2 separate regions of the Mus musculus genome follow, and region 1 is linked to region 2. A link is a contact called in public HiChIP or PLAC-seq data. All regions are on one chromosome and are shown on one strand. The core of a region is the stretch at or near the end of the contact, and the rest is flanking DNA. Distances in the headings are between cores, read along the strand shown. Region 1 has its middle 40 kb from the start of Gm36720. Region 2 holds the start of Igfbp3 (insulin-like growth factor binding protein 3).

Evidence for each region. HiChIP or PLAC-seq counts read pairs in DNA pulled down with a chosen protein or histone mark.
Region 1: a contact with region 2 is called in an H3K4me3 HiChIP or PLAC-seq map of neural progenitor cells, with 16 times the contacts expected there. The contact joins the enhancer-like site here to the promoter of Igfbp3 in region 2. A contact is called at or near these places in 15 of 39 promoter capture datasets (the 3T3-L1 cell line, 3T3-L1-derived adipocytes, Sertoli cells and 9 more), 17 of 484 Hi-C or Micro-C datasets (the AML12 cell line, the HL-1 cell line, the HPC-7 cell line and 8 more), 9 of 115 datasets of contacts at active chromatin or transcription factors (craniofacial prominence, embryonic forebrain, embryonic stem cells and 4 more) and 2 of 9 other capture datasets (adipose tissue and liver).

The regions. Positions count from the first base shown.
Region 1 is chr11:7,465,500-7,471,370 of GRCm38.p6, forward strand. No RefSeq gene overlaps it. Among named protein-coding and RNA genes, the nearest start is that of Gm36720, 40 kb to the left of the region's middle. Within about 2 kb of position 1,397, at least 13 of the 459 cell types and tissues checked have an H3K27ac peak or open chromatin away from gene starts, as enhancers often do. A contact at or near this core is called in neural progenitor cells, oligodendrocyte precursor cells and stem cell-derived neural progenitor cells, where this site is marked.
Region 2 is chr11:7,210,544-7,216,325 of GRCm38.p6, forward strand. It overlaps Igfbp3 (insulin-like growth factor binding protein 3), which reads right to left and starts at 3,380. Exons shown (of 5, transcript NM_008343.2): 1 at 2,842-3,380. The coding sequence starts at 3,247.

The DNA.
Region 1 (5,871 bases), core at 147-2,646, 250 kb after region 2:
GAGACTTCTTATTGGACCTTTCCATGAATGTCCTGAGCTAGCTAGCAGTCTTACATAAGAGGATAACAGAAAGGAAGCTTTTGTCTCCCTGCAGGTAAGAGGGGCATATCCAAGAGCTGACAGCCTTGACCTTTCCCACCTCTGTACCTAGTGAGCCAACAATATGTGGTGGGGACCAGGGCCTCTGGAGAAATAAAGGCCCATTCATGGATGCCAAGTCCAGACACCCTATTGCATAATTTAGACTCTGGCCTGTGGGATCAAGAGGCAAAGCACACCTCCCCTCTACTCCTGGGCTTCCCAGGGGAATCTGCAGTGCCCAGCTGCAGTGGGAGCTCCCGTTGATTTTCTGGCATAGGAAAAACCTTGGGAAGCTTGGGCCAGCCTTCAATCAGAAATAAGTCTGACAGACAGGGACCAAATGATTGGTTTTGGCTAGTTACTTTCAGGCTCCCCAGCAATGCATGGATCTTTTAACTGTCTTTAACATCTGAACACACATCAGCAAGGTAAGGAAGTCATGAGCTAGGATGTCTCTATGTCTCTTTTCTGGACCTTTCTCTATGTGGTGGTGTTGACTAGGTCCATTCTCTTATGTGTTAAGACACCCAACTTACCATGAGGTTATAGGGCACACAAGGGTACCCATCCCTGTCTTCTCCCACCCTGACCTCTTCTGTCTATATCTGTGATAAGTTCAGCCTCTGATTGCACTCGAATGAGCTGTGTTCTCTATCTATAGGCCCTTGTTCCACGAGTGACATAACATGAATGTACTTTTTTTTTTAATTATCACATATTCCCATTCAGTGACACAGGATTGTCTGGGTTTGTGAGTTTTCTTCAGCTTAGAAACCATAGCTGAGTACCTGTGTGCTGGCCCAAAGCTCCATCTTTCTGTGCCAAAGCACTGTCTCCAAGTAGACTCCCGAGGTTCCCCACAGACAGTGGGGGCAGGCTGAGACTTCCCCCACCTCTGTCTTTCCCTCTGAATGAGTCCCATTCATTGAGAGGATGGTATTCTTTTTGGTGGCTCAAATAATCTAATTAATGCAGCAGAAGTCAGAGAAGAAGCGAATCATTCTTTTGTGCCAGTTGGAGACAAACTCCCAACTGTCCTCCTGTTTTTAACTGGCCACTTCCTTCGGCTGTGCGCAGATTTCTACATAAAAGCTCTGAGCCACTGAAGAGAACTAGAATCTACCATCTGCTTCCAGTCTAATGATAATGATCATCAGTCCGCCCTCAAATGCATCTTTCTTAATTAAGATTGCCTCAACCTTTATGAACAATACATTGTTATCAATGTATTTTTTAAATGAAACTAAAGTGCCCAGAGGGTTAAGTAACCTTTTAATTGGGTCACACCCTGAGTGAGGAGCCAGAGTTGTGGCCCAAGGACCTACTTGCCTCTAACACATTGACTGTGCCATTTAGATGTTCCTGTATAACACTGGGGTGCGCTTATAGACAATGGAGCAACGCCTAGTTCTTCAATTAAATCTTGAAAAAGAGAATTTGGGGGAGAAAATAGTAGACAGAGAAAAGGAATTTGAAAGCCCAGGGAAGAGGCTACTTTGCTGGGTCTGTCCAGAAATTGTACTTATAAGGAAATTTCAGGCTTGAGCAATCTAAACTTTCCTTCAGATCAAAGAAATCCTTATGGCAGGGGTGTCAGAGGAAATAGTGCAGTACTCTCCCCAAAGGCACATGTGTCTGGTTGTCATGATGGACAGCTGTCAGCGTCCAGGTGAGTCAGGCTCTACCCATCAGATGGTTCTGTAGTCATATGCACATTGCCAGTCACTGTTCTTTAGGTCACATGATGTGACTACACTGGTGACTTCACTTCATCATCACTGGTCTGGGAGCACCCTTTTCTTCTGCGGTGCCACTCACTGTGACTGTTTGCACCCTTCGTGGTACTCTTCACTGGCTTTGCTGTTGAGGGGTTGCATAAATGCACACTGCTAAGCTTAGCACCCTTTTGGGGGTTTTGTGTCCTGATCATTTTCTCAGGAACTCTCAGGAGTCTCATGCGTGGGAAACAAGGGCTTTGTGTGTATGACTCTGAGCTTCTTGCTGCTCTCTAAGGAAGTCGCCTTTCTCTAGCTGCTATGCCAACATTTCCATTGCCTCATACTTAATGAACATGTTTCACTCATCTGCTGCAATTGTTGTTTTTCCCCTCCAAAAATGCCAGGTTTTAATTTAGAACAGTTCTCCCGCCACTAATTAGAACCTTCCAGCTCACTATTCTTAGAAGATGTTTTCATAATTTTAGCACTGTATCAATGATCTGAGGCTCAGAATGTGAATTTTATTGTTACTACTGAAATACTTGGACACCAAGACAGAGAGAGGGCTCGGAGAAATCGTGCTGTATGCTCTGCTTCCGAATCCTGGGTCCGGCAGGGCATTATTTATCCAGCTTCCAAGGTGAGCCCACAGGTTGAAGGCAGGATGGAAACGGGCATCTTAGTGCATTGAGCATTCTGAGATGTCACTTTTCCAACCACTCTTTAGTCTTCTCCTCCCATTCTGCATGAGTTGAAAAACATACCAGGTTTCCCACCACACTTAAATGTTGGATCTCCCTGCACAAGGTATTGTTTCCCAAGAGCTGAAGGAGTAAGGGCTACATGAACTTCCTGCTGAGTCAGTCCATCCTGCGGTGAAGCATCAGTTCTTTTCCTAGAATTGACACCTGCGATGACGCAGGGCTTTGTTTAGTGATGCACCTGGCAAGAGGAGTAATATGTACAGCAGGCATAAGAAAGGGGTGTGCAACTCAAAGCTTCACTGTGTCTCTGGTTAATTGTTTACTGATTTAAAGAGAGTAGATTAAGCCCAGTAGGGTTTATATGCTCCATCTCTCATTCCCTGTGAAGTTTTTGTCCTTCAGATGTGTTCAGAACAGCACTTTACCTCGGGGGTCTCAGAGAAAGACAGAGTTGCTGTGGTGCAGCTGTCCACTTGCAGCAGCTGACTCTAACAGCTGGCGTAAGGTCATGGTGTCTGGGTGAGCTCAAAATGAGGTTGACCGTGTTTCACATCAATCCTCAAAGTCTTGCTTCCCATCAGGTAACTACATAGGTAAGTGGTGGAGTGTAGGAAGGTGGTGATTGTGGACCCGTGATGACCAACTGTGTAGTTAAGGGCCAACAGTGGCCTCTGAGCAGAAACTCTACCTGAATATGGTTGGAGAAGCTCAGCTAACTAATATCTCTCTGTTTCTGTCTGTCTCGCTCTGTCTCCGTCTCTATGTCTTTCCCTCTCTTCACATATCTGGGCTGTAAAATTAGTGAAGATTCCCTAAGATCAAAAGTAGAAATAAGACTATGGAAGTAATTCAGCATCATTATCAGTGGGTAACTCCTGTACTGAAGGAAAACAGCATCCCCAGAGGCCACCAAGGTGCCCACAAATCTTCTCCTCCCACCTGAGTGCCAGGGTGCTAGCAATGATGCCCCCAATTCTATGTTCTCAAGGTTCCATGTTCATAGCCTCTGCGTCTACAAGAAGCCTCGGAACTTCAGCTGTCTCTACAGAGGCTAAGCAAGCCCTCCCTTGGTAGAAGATGGAGAGAAGGAAGCCAGGTAGGTAAAGGAGCCTCAGGTGTGAGCCTGCAGGACTGAAGAGTTCATCAGAGGAGGGCAGGAAGATATGGCTAAAACTGCAAAGAAGTCTATTTCTTGTCTTGATTTCCTCAAAAGAAAAATCATTTTGGAGAAAGAGACTTCAAACCGTTATGAGAACTCAGGACTTTGCCTCTAGATTCAGATTTAGCGCCATAGCCACTGTTCTAATACAAGCTTTTTTCTGCAATAGCTGGGTGGATGTGATGGACAGATGCATACCTGGGAAAACCTCTTTAACTCAGCAGAAACAAGGCATCCTGTTGAGAGTGGAGGTCCACTGTTGATTGTGGACTCCAGGAGCAGGAGGACTCAGGAGCTGAGCTTTTTAATCTGATCTCCCAGCAGGTATAGAGGTGAGTGAGGCTTAGAGGAGGAGACTGAGGTCAAGATGGAACACAGAGAATCTGAGAATCAAAACAAGATAGAAGATGCCTGACCTCCTCCCTTTCCCCCTCCCCCTCTTTCCTTCCCTTCTCACTCCCTCCTAATCCCCTGTCTTATTGTTTCCCTTTTCTTTTTATCTTTCCAAACTCAAAGGGCTGACTGTGTGCTGAGGGACTGTCCTTTTTCAGGATGTGCTGTTTTAGGAGTAGCAGGAAATGCCAGACAGGAGATGCACAGAGCATTCATTGGGGGCTGCTGGTGGTTCCAAAAGGAGGTGATCACTCCTGACTGTGAGAACCTAAGGAAGCCATGCATACAAAGCGGCACTCAGAAACCAAAAGGAAGGTCTTAGAAAGACAGAAGAAAAGGTGTCTAGTTAGGGGAGGGCCTTGTCTGATACAGATGCCTTCCCCAACCCATCAGAAGTTAGAAATATCCTAAATTGACAAGATATTGAATCTGCCAACCTAACCACCAGAGCATTGTAGGGACATGCGCTGTGAGAAATGCAGTTTTCCCTCCTGATTGCATGCTGCCCATGGTGCTGAGGTTATCAGTAACCAATGCCTTGAATGCATGTAGCCCTGTCTCACACTCAGCTATCCTGGGAAAACATCACAGGTCAGAAATTAAAGTATGATTGGTTTTCACGACATTAGTATGGTGTCTTCAGCATCATAAACTGAAACAAAACAAACTAACAAACAAAACCAACAAAAACTCACAAAAGTTCAAATAGATTAAATTGGAGACTATCTATATTTAGCAGCATTTGTTAGTGCCCCCCCACCGGACCCCCCCCCCCCGAACTTCCATTTTCATCAAGCATTTACATAGTGGAATATGCACGTGGAGACTGAGTATTAAGAGCACAGAGAAACACCGGGTGGGCATCGGGGACAGAGTGTGAGGCATAGGGAAGTGCTCTGAGCCAGTGTAAGGGATCCAGAGAAGAACCTTCATTCCCTGATCCATCAGAGCACTCTGCCACTCAGCATCAGGCTTCTAGAACAATCCAAAGAAATCCAAAGTGGAGGGTGTGAAAAGAAGAGTAAAATTGTAAATCCTTATATATACACTGTGTGTGTTTGTGCGTGTGTGTGTGTGTGGGGGGGGGTATGTACAGGAGAATAAGGCAGAGAGAGACAGAGACAGAAAGGGAGATCTTACAAGGAAAATAAGACAATATTAGGGAAAACTTCTTGCCAATAAATTTAAAATTTTAGGTGTTGAAAATAGAAAAATCACTTTCCTTCCTTCCTTCCTTCCTTCCTTCCTTCCTTCCTTCCTTCCTTCCTTCCTTCCTCCCTTCCTTTCTTCCTCCCTCCCTCCATCCCTCCTCCTTCCCTTCCTTCCTTTCCTCGATTACTTCCTGATGATGATGATGATGATGATGTCTTCTTACACTGCAGCTTATGCTGGCCTTGAACTCATGGTAATCCTCTTGCCTCAAATCTTACCGCTGGTTGGGAAATTCTATTAGGTTGCTTTAAAGGATGAAAGCCACAGACTGCTGCCATTTTACATCATGTGCTGGGCTGAGGGGGTACAATCAATGGGGCACTTGAGGGTTCTAAGGATTGGAGGGCTCTGCATCATGGCCTGGAAAAGCTGATTGAGGCTTCATGTGCAGGACCACAGGGAGGATCAACTGTAAGCATCCAATTCTGCAGGTGTGAAGACCGACTTGTTAGCACCTTTGTGTAGCGGTCGGCAGGTAGGTTTGTGTGCTCACCACAAGTGCTGCTTCAAAGCAGAAACCCAAGTAGTAGGAAACAGTAAGGGGAGGCTAAGAGTGAGGTAGCAGGAACTGGGAGACAGCAGAAAGAACATGAAGGCTGGTGAG
Region 2 (5,782 bases), core at 2,130-4,629:
CATGGGATGCTGCTGTGAAGCTGACCAGAAAACAGGACTCCAAATGTGCTTCAGCCCTGGGCACAGCTGTTGGGAGGTGGGGGTGGGGGTGGTGAGGGGTGTGTGGGAAAAGTATATTTCATTCTCTACCCATTGTCAACAGCACACCGTTCTGGGGATTCTGTCATCCGCCTGCTCTGGTTTCATGTTAAATATCTCACTTCTGGGACCCATAAGCAGGCATGCTAGAGAAGTTTATTTCTGAGGAGCTTGTACATCTTTCAACTTCAAGGTCCATGTGGAGTCTGTGTTTTGGGTGGGAGGGGCATCTTCTTGGGTGCACCCTCTCCCCCTTCAGCAGTGGAGCACACAGAATACAGATAGCACCAACGTATCACCCACAGCTTAGACCTCTAGGTGCTAAAGTGTATTCAATCCTTGAAGATGGGGAGAGGGGAGGCGGGAAGAAAAGCCTCCTAGCTTTCATAACCCAAGGTGCTAAGGGAGCCGGTCCTAACTGATAGGAACGCTGGAAGGTGAACAGATTAATTGAATCTAAGTATGTGACTAAATTTGTGGCTGACCACTCCATTTGCAGTAAGATATCCCCCCCGCCCCAGGGGGGACCCAAGGCCAGATAATTGGCCCCCAACTCTCAACTCTGAGCTTTACAGCTTTAGGTTTAAGCTTCAGATCATGACCATAGAATTCCTTCCCTCCTGACAAAGGGGCTTTAATAGCTTTCTGAGCATGGAGTCCCAGTTGGCATCTGGTTCTGAATTTATTCTGTCTGGGTGCAAAGTTCAGGGCCCCAGCTGGCCTCTCTTTTTTGATTTGGCCTCTCAGGAAATGCCAGGCTGAGGCATCCTGCCCACGAGGAAGCTCTGGGCCTCTGGCCAAGAGCTAATGCTTCGTTTGCTAGAAACCGTCGGAGGTCGCAGCTTCTCCCATCTCTCAGAGGAACTGGCGTGCAGGATCCCAGAAGGCCCTCTTGCCCAAGGAGCCTGAGTTTCTCATCTACCAAACGGCTCCCTGAGACTCGGCTGCAAACCCTCAATGACCTCTTGCCCCCGCAAGCAAAATTCCTCGGGTCTAGACTAGCACCTGGCGGAGGAGAGCCATGATTCAATTTGTAGACTTGGTTTCAATTTGCTTGAATCTTTGTGGGTTTTTTTTTTTTTGAAAGTACAGGGACAAAGGAAATGCTAATATGTAAATGATTGTATTTGTATTTATCTTCCAAGAAGCTGAGTAATTTCTTAAACGTCCCTTTTTTCCTTCTCTTTGTTCTCCTTAGATAGCTGACTACAATAGAACTATTAAATAGGGAATTGTGAATTGTGTCACAGAACTATATTTTTTCCTTCAATGGATATTGAAGCCTCCAAACTCTTTTGTAATTAAAGCTCACATCAATTTTTACTACAGTGTTCAATGGTGATTATTAATAGAGGTCATTAAGGCTTAACTCAAAATAGCAATGCTAGTATTTCTTAAGATTGCTTTTGGTATACCACAGAACGCACTAGAAGTTAAAGACACACAGGCAAATGGCATGATTTTGCCTTTGTCTGAGTCAGCGAAACAACTGGAATCTTGCTTTGCCAGGAATCCAATGCTTCTCGGGGATGAACATACCAGGACTTGCCTGTACCCGGGAGTGTAGGTCAGCAGCCACAGAAATCATAAAGAGACTCTCTACCCAGCTAGCCCTGGTCCTGGGGGCTCGATCTGCACCATCTGCCAGCCTGGTGTGGGAAACCGGAGAATTCTAGCCTTCAGATGTTCAGGGCAAGAACTTGACTCACATAACTAAGCGAGACTGGCTAGGAATGCTGGCCATTTAGAGCAACAGCTAAGAATGCTGGCCATTTAGAGCAACAGCTGCCAAATCCATTTAAATGTTTCTGTTTTGTTTTGTTTTTTCCTTAAAGGAACGAAGGATGCCCTTAGAGTGACTGCCTGCTTGGTAGGGCTTGCAGCAGGAGAGGTAACTGTTAAACGTTTGCATTTTTCTCATTGGCGCTGTCGCTGTCCCCACTGCTGCTGCTGCTGCACCTAGGTCGAATTAGAAAGAGTAACATTCCTGGGTCGTACTTCGCATTTCTAGTCTCTGCTTTGGCAGGGAACCGGCCTGAGTCTGCATCCTCTGCACCAAATGCAGTCTCTGAATCTGGAAGGCGCTGCTGCAGAGCATAGGATGGCGCCTATGGGGCCCGAACCGGGCTCAAACCTTTTTGCAGCTCCTGGTGACACTGAGCAGTTTTGAACTTTAGGTTTCACAGTTTCAAAGACACCAGTGCTCTTAATTTCATCTCGTTAGTTTTTGGATAAATTGGGACACAATCCTGCGTTGCCAATTAGCCCGTGCAAATGATAGGATGTTTCAAGACAGGTACTGTTTCCAACAGCGTGGCTGCCTGCAAATACCTTCATGGTCCGGATCCAACCCGGGATTCCTACACTCAAGCTTCCCTGGGATAGACGCGCTCCTTCCCAATTTATGAGGAATGAAAACCCAGGTCAACAGCTGGGTTACACAGACCTAAACCTGGGTATCCCCGCTCAGCGAGGAGACTCTCCAGTGACTGGGATCTGTCCACTGGCAGTCTCCCTTGCTACCCGCTCGTCCTGGCACTGAATTCTACCTATTTTCACAGAGCGCATTTTGCAACTTATAAGAAAAGCTGTACTTTGAGAACCAAGCAAGAGGAAAAATGGGTTCAGTGCCTCACTCCGCCTCCCAGGGTCCATTTTCCAACCTTCAATATGAGCCAAGACAAACATCTGAAGATACACTCCCTGCCACCCTCGTCGGGTCCCAGGGAGTTGCGCGTGGCGCACGTGGCAGGGACAGCTTACCTGGAGCAGGTTGGGAGGGGAGGTAGGTGCTTAGGCTGCCTGCAGCGCTGGCGTTGGCGCAGAACCCGCGGCCATTCAGCAGCGCCCTCAGCGGGTACTGCTCCGCGGGCCGCGGCTGGCAGCGGAGGCCGGTGCCACAGCGCTCCGTGTAGACGCCGCACGCGTCGCCTTCGCGCAGCGCGCAAGTCAGGCAGCAGCCGCAGCCGGGCTCTCGCACCAGCTCCGTGCACGCGGGCGCGGTGGGCGGAGGCGCGCACTGGGACAGCGCACGCGCGTCGCACGGTTCGCAGCGCACCACGGGGCCCGCGCCCACCGCGCCCGCGCCAGCTCGCGCCACCGGCGGTCCGCGGAGCAGAGTGAGGGCAGTGAGCGCAGCCGCCCAGAGCGCGGGGCGCGCGGGATGCATGGCGCCGGGTGGACGGCTCGGTGGAGGGGAGCGGAGTGGAGCACGCGGGATGAGGCGGCGGGATGAGGCGGCGGGATGGGAGCAGCGAGCAAGCAGGTCCTCAGCGCCCAGTCGCCGCTCTAAGCTCGCATCTGGGCAGCCCGGGCGCGCAGGCCGATATATAGAAGCCGGGGTGGCGGAGGACACGCCCCGGAACGGCGAGGGTGGGGGGTGGGCCGGCGCAGGCTCCGCTCCGGGGCCCGCGCCTCCCGACGAAGCGGGAACGAGGACGGGGGCGCGCTGCGCGCGTCTTCACCGGGCACCTGCTCTCTGTGCGCACGCCCTGTATCAGGGCCACCTCTTCACGGGTAACCACAGGCGCTCCAGGCCACCTTGCGTCTCTAGAGTCCCAGCCACTCCAGGGACTCTGGTCTTCTCTTCCTTCAATGACTCCCAGCCAATTTGGCGTCCCGGACCCTATAGCCCCTCCCCCTGGATGGCTGGCTAAGCTGGCCTTTCCAGGGATGGTTTATGTTTGGGAAGCTGGCCCGGACCCATTCAGCGCCTGTGTACTTTGTAAAGTTCCCGCAATGGAATTCCTCGTGTAGGGTATGCTGTATTAGGCATTTCCCAGCGAGAACGCGCAGATCACTTTGAGGTCTGGAGAACCTTAGAGCTCGAGGTTTAAATCTGCACCACGGGCCACTTTAGCTCCCAGAGTCTCAGCACCGCACAACCTCACGCTGACAGCTATGGGCGCAAAGGATTTGCTTTTCAAGGAGGTAGGGACTCAAAATACTCAAATACGTCGTTGCACTTTCCCAGATAGGAGTGAGGACAGTTTTTTTCTTTTTAAAGATGAGAAGTTCCTCTAGTTCTTGTTTGGGAGAATCTTTTTAGCGGACGCATCTGCGTTAAAATAACTACTGAGACACTGAAGCATGCATGATTAGTAGCCAAGCAGCCCTTAAAATGAATACTGTTCACAACGAGTTTTAGTCATCGTTGGACCCCTATACCAACTTCTGATGTGCTCCAGTGCAGACTGGAGTTCTTGCTAATCCGTTCATTCTGACTTGAAATCCAGGCGCAATAGCGCAGCTATTGAGTTCTTTTGTACGAGTCTCTCCAAAGTCTGCACGCTCCTCCTATAGGTGACCAACAGAGGACGCTGGTGGTCCAGAATTGAATCGACAGACTTCGCGGTTTATTTATTTATTTAAAACAATTCGTGGATGAGTGGTGGGAACTTGAGAGACCGACTTGGAAGGAGACTTTCCTGGATACTCTTGAGTTGTTTACCATAGGCTGGGGAGATTGTCTTTGGGGAGATCTGTGCAATTTTATGCAGGAAGCAAATTAAGACGACTTCCCCCACATATCCCTCCGTCTATCATGTATATCTTATCTGGTGAAGTGGACATTCATCCACCCGTGTGTCTTTACATCTCCCTGTATCTGTGGCTCTCTCTACAAATTTATATCCCCTTTAAAAAAATTATGTCTTAATTTTAGTAAAATTTAGTTCTCCCTTATTTGATACTATAAATAAGAATGATAAAATTTTGGACCTTTACAAAGAAAAAAATATGAGACCCGTGAAGGCCAGAGCTGCCAAGACACAGCACCCCCAGTTTTTGCATTATTCCTTCCTCATAGAGTTTAGGTCGTGGCTAGAGTTAACACAGTCTACCAGAAAGTGTCCCAGTTGTTCCTTCTTTTTTCCCTATGTACTAACGCTGAAGAACAGGGCCTCTGACTTCATTGGAAAATTGAAAGAAAAAAATCCCCTAGGGTTACACTTGTTCTTTAAATAACCACAGAGACCTTGACTCCAAAATTAGAACAAGGTTTAGTATCAAAAGTGATTCTAGATGTGGCAGGCCTTCTCTCTGTTCGATACAATGTTACCCACAGAAGCAGTCCAGCACTTTTACCCAGATTTATCATCAGGCAAGGAGACAGGGGACGCCTAGAGTGAATGGCTTCTTGGAAAAGAGAAATCAACTTGGTTCTCTTCACAATAAACTGAGTTCTTCCATTCTTCCTTTGCAGTTTGAGAAATGGGCGCTTGCTCCACCCGGGACTCCTAGGGGGCGCCAAAGCGCCAGGCCTCCACCCGAGTTTACTGGCATCTTCGAGATTGCACAGGATTGGTTAAGTGTTTTATATCGACTGTCATCTCATTTATCATGAAATCTTGCACCAGCCAAGTACATCCATGGCACTGACATGAGGGGAATTTTGTTTTAACCTTTAGCTGTTTTCTTTTGACAAAACTTCAGGGCACCCTTTCCCTCCACCCAAATGATTATTTCAAGAAGGATTTGGATGGGAGAAAATGTAATTTTATGTTGACATGCTGGCTAATTATGTCAAACTTTAAAACTGGTGTTTGTGGTTATGAGTGTAGCATGTACAGAGATGTGTTGCTCCCCTGGGATGGTACTGGGCATTCAACTGTGAATAATGAGAGTGGGCAGGAATCTCACCTTTGTCTACCATATCGGTCTTTCCTCTTCTGCTCAGGGCTGGCCAAGCAAGCAGAGAGCCTCA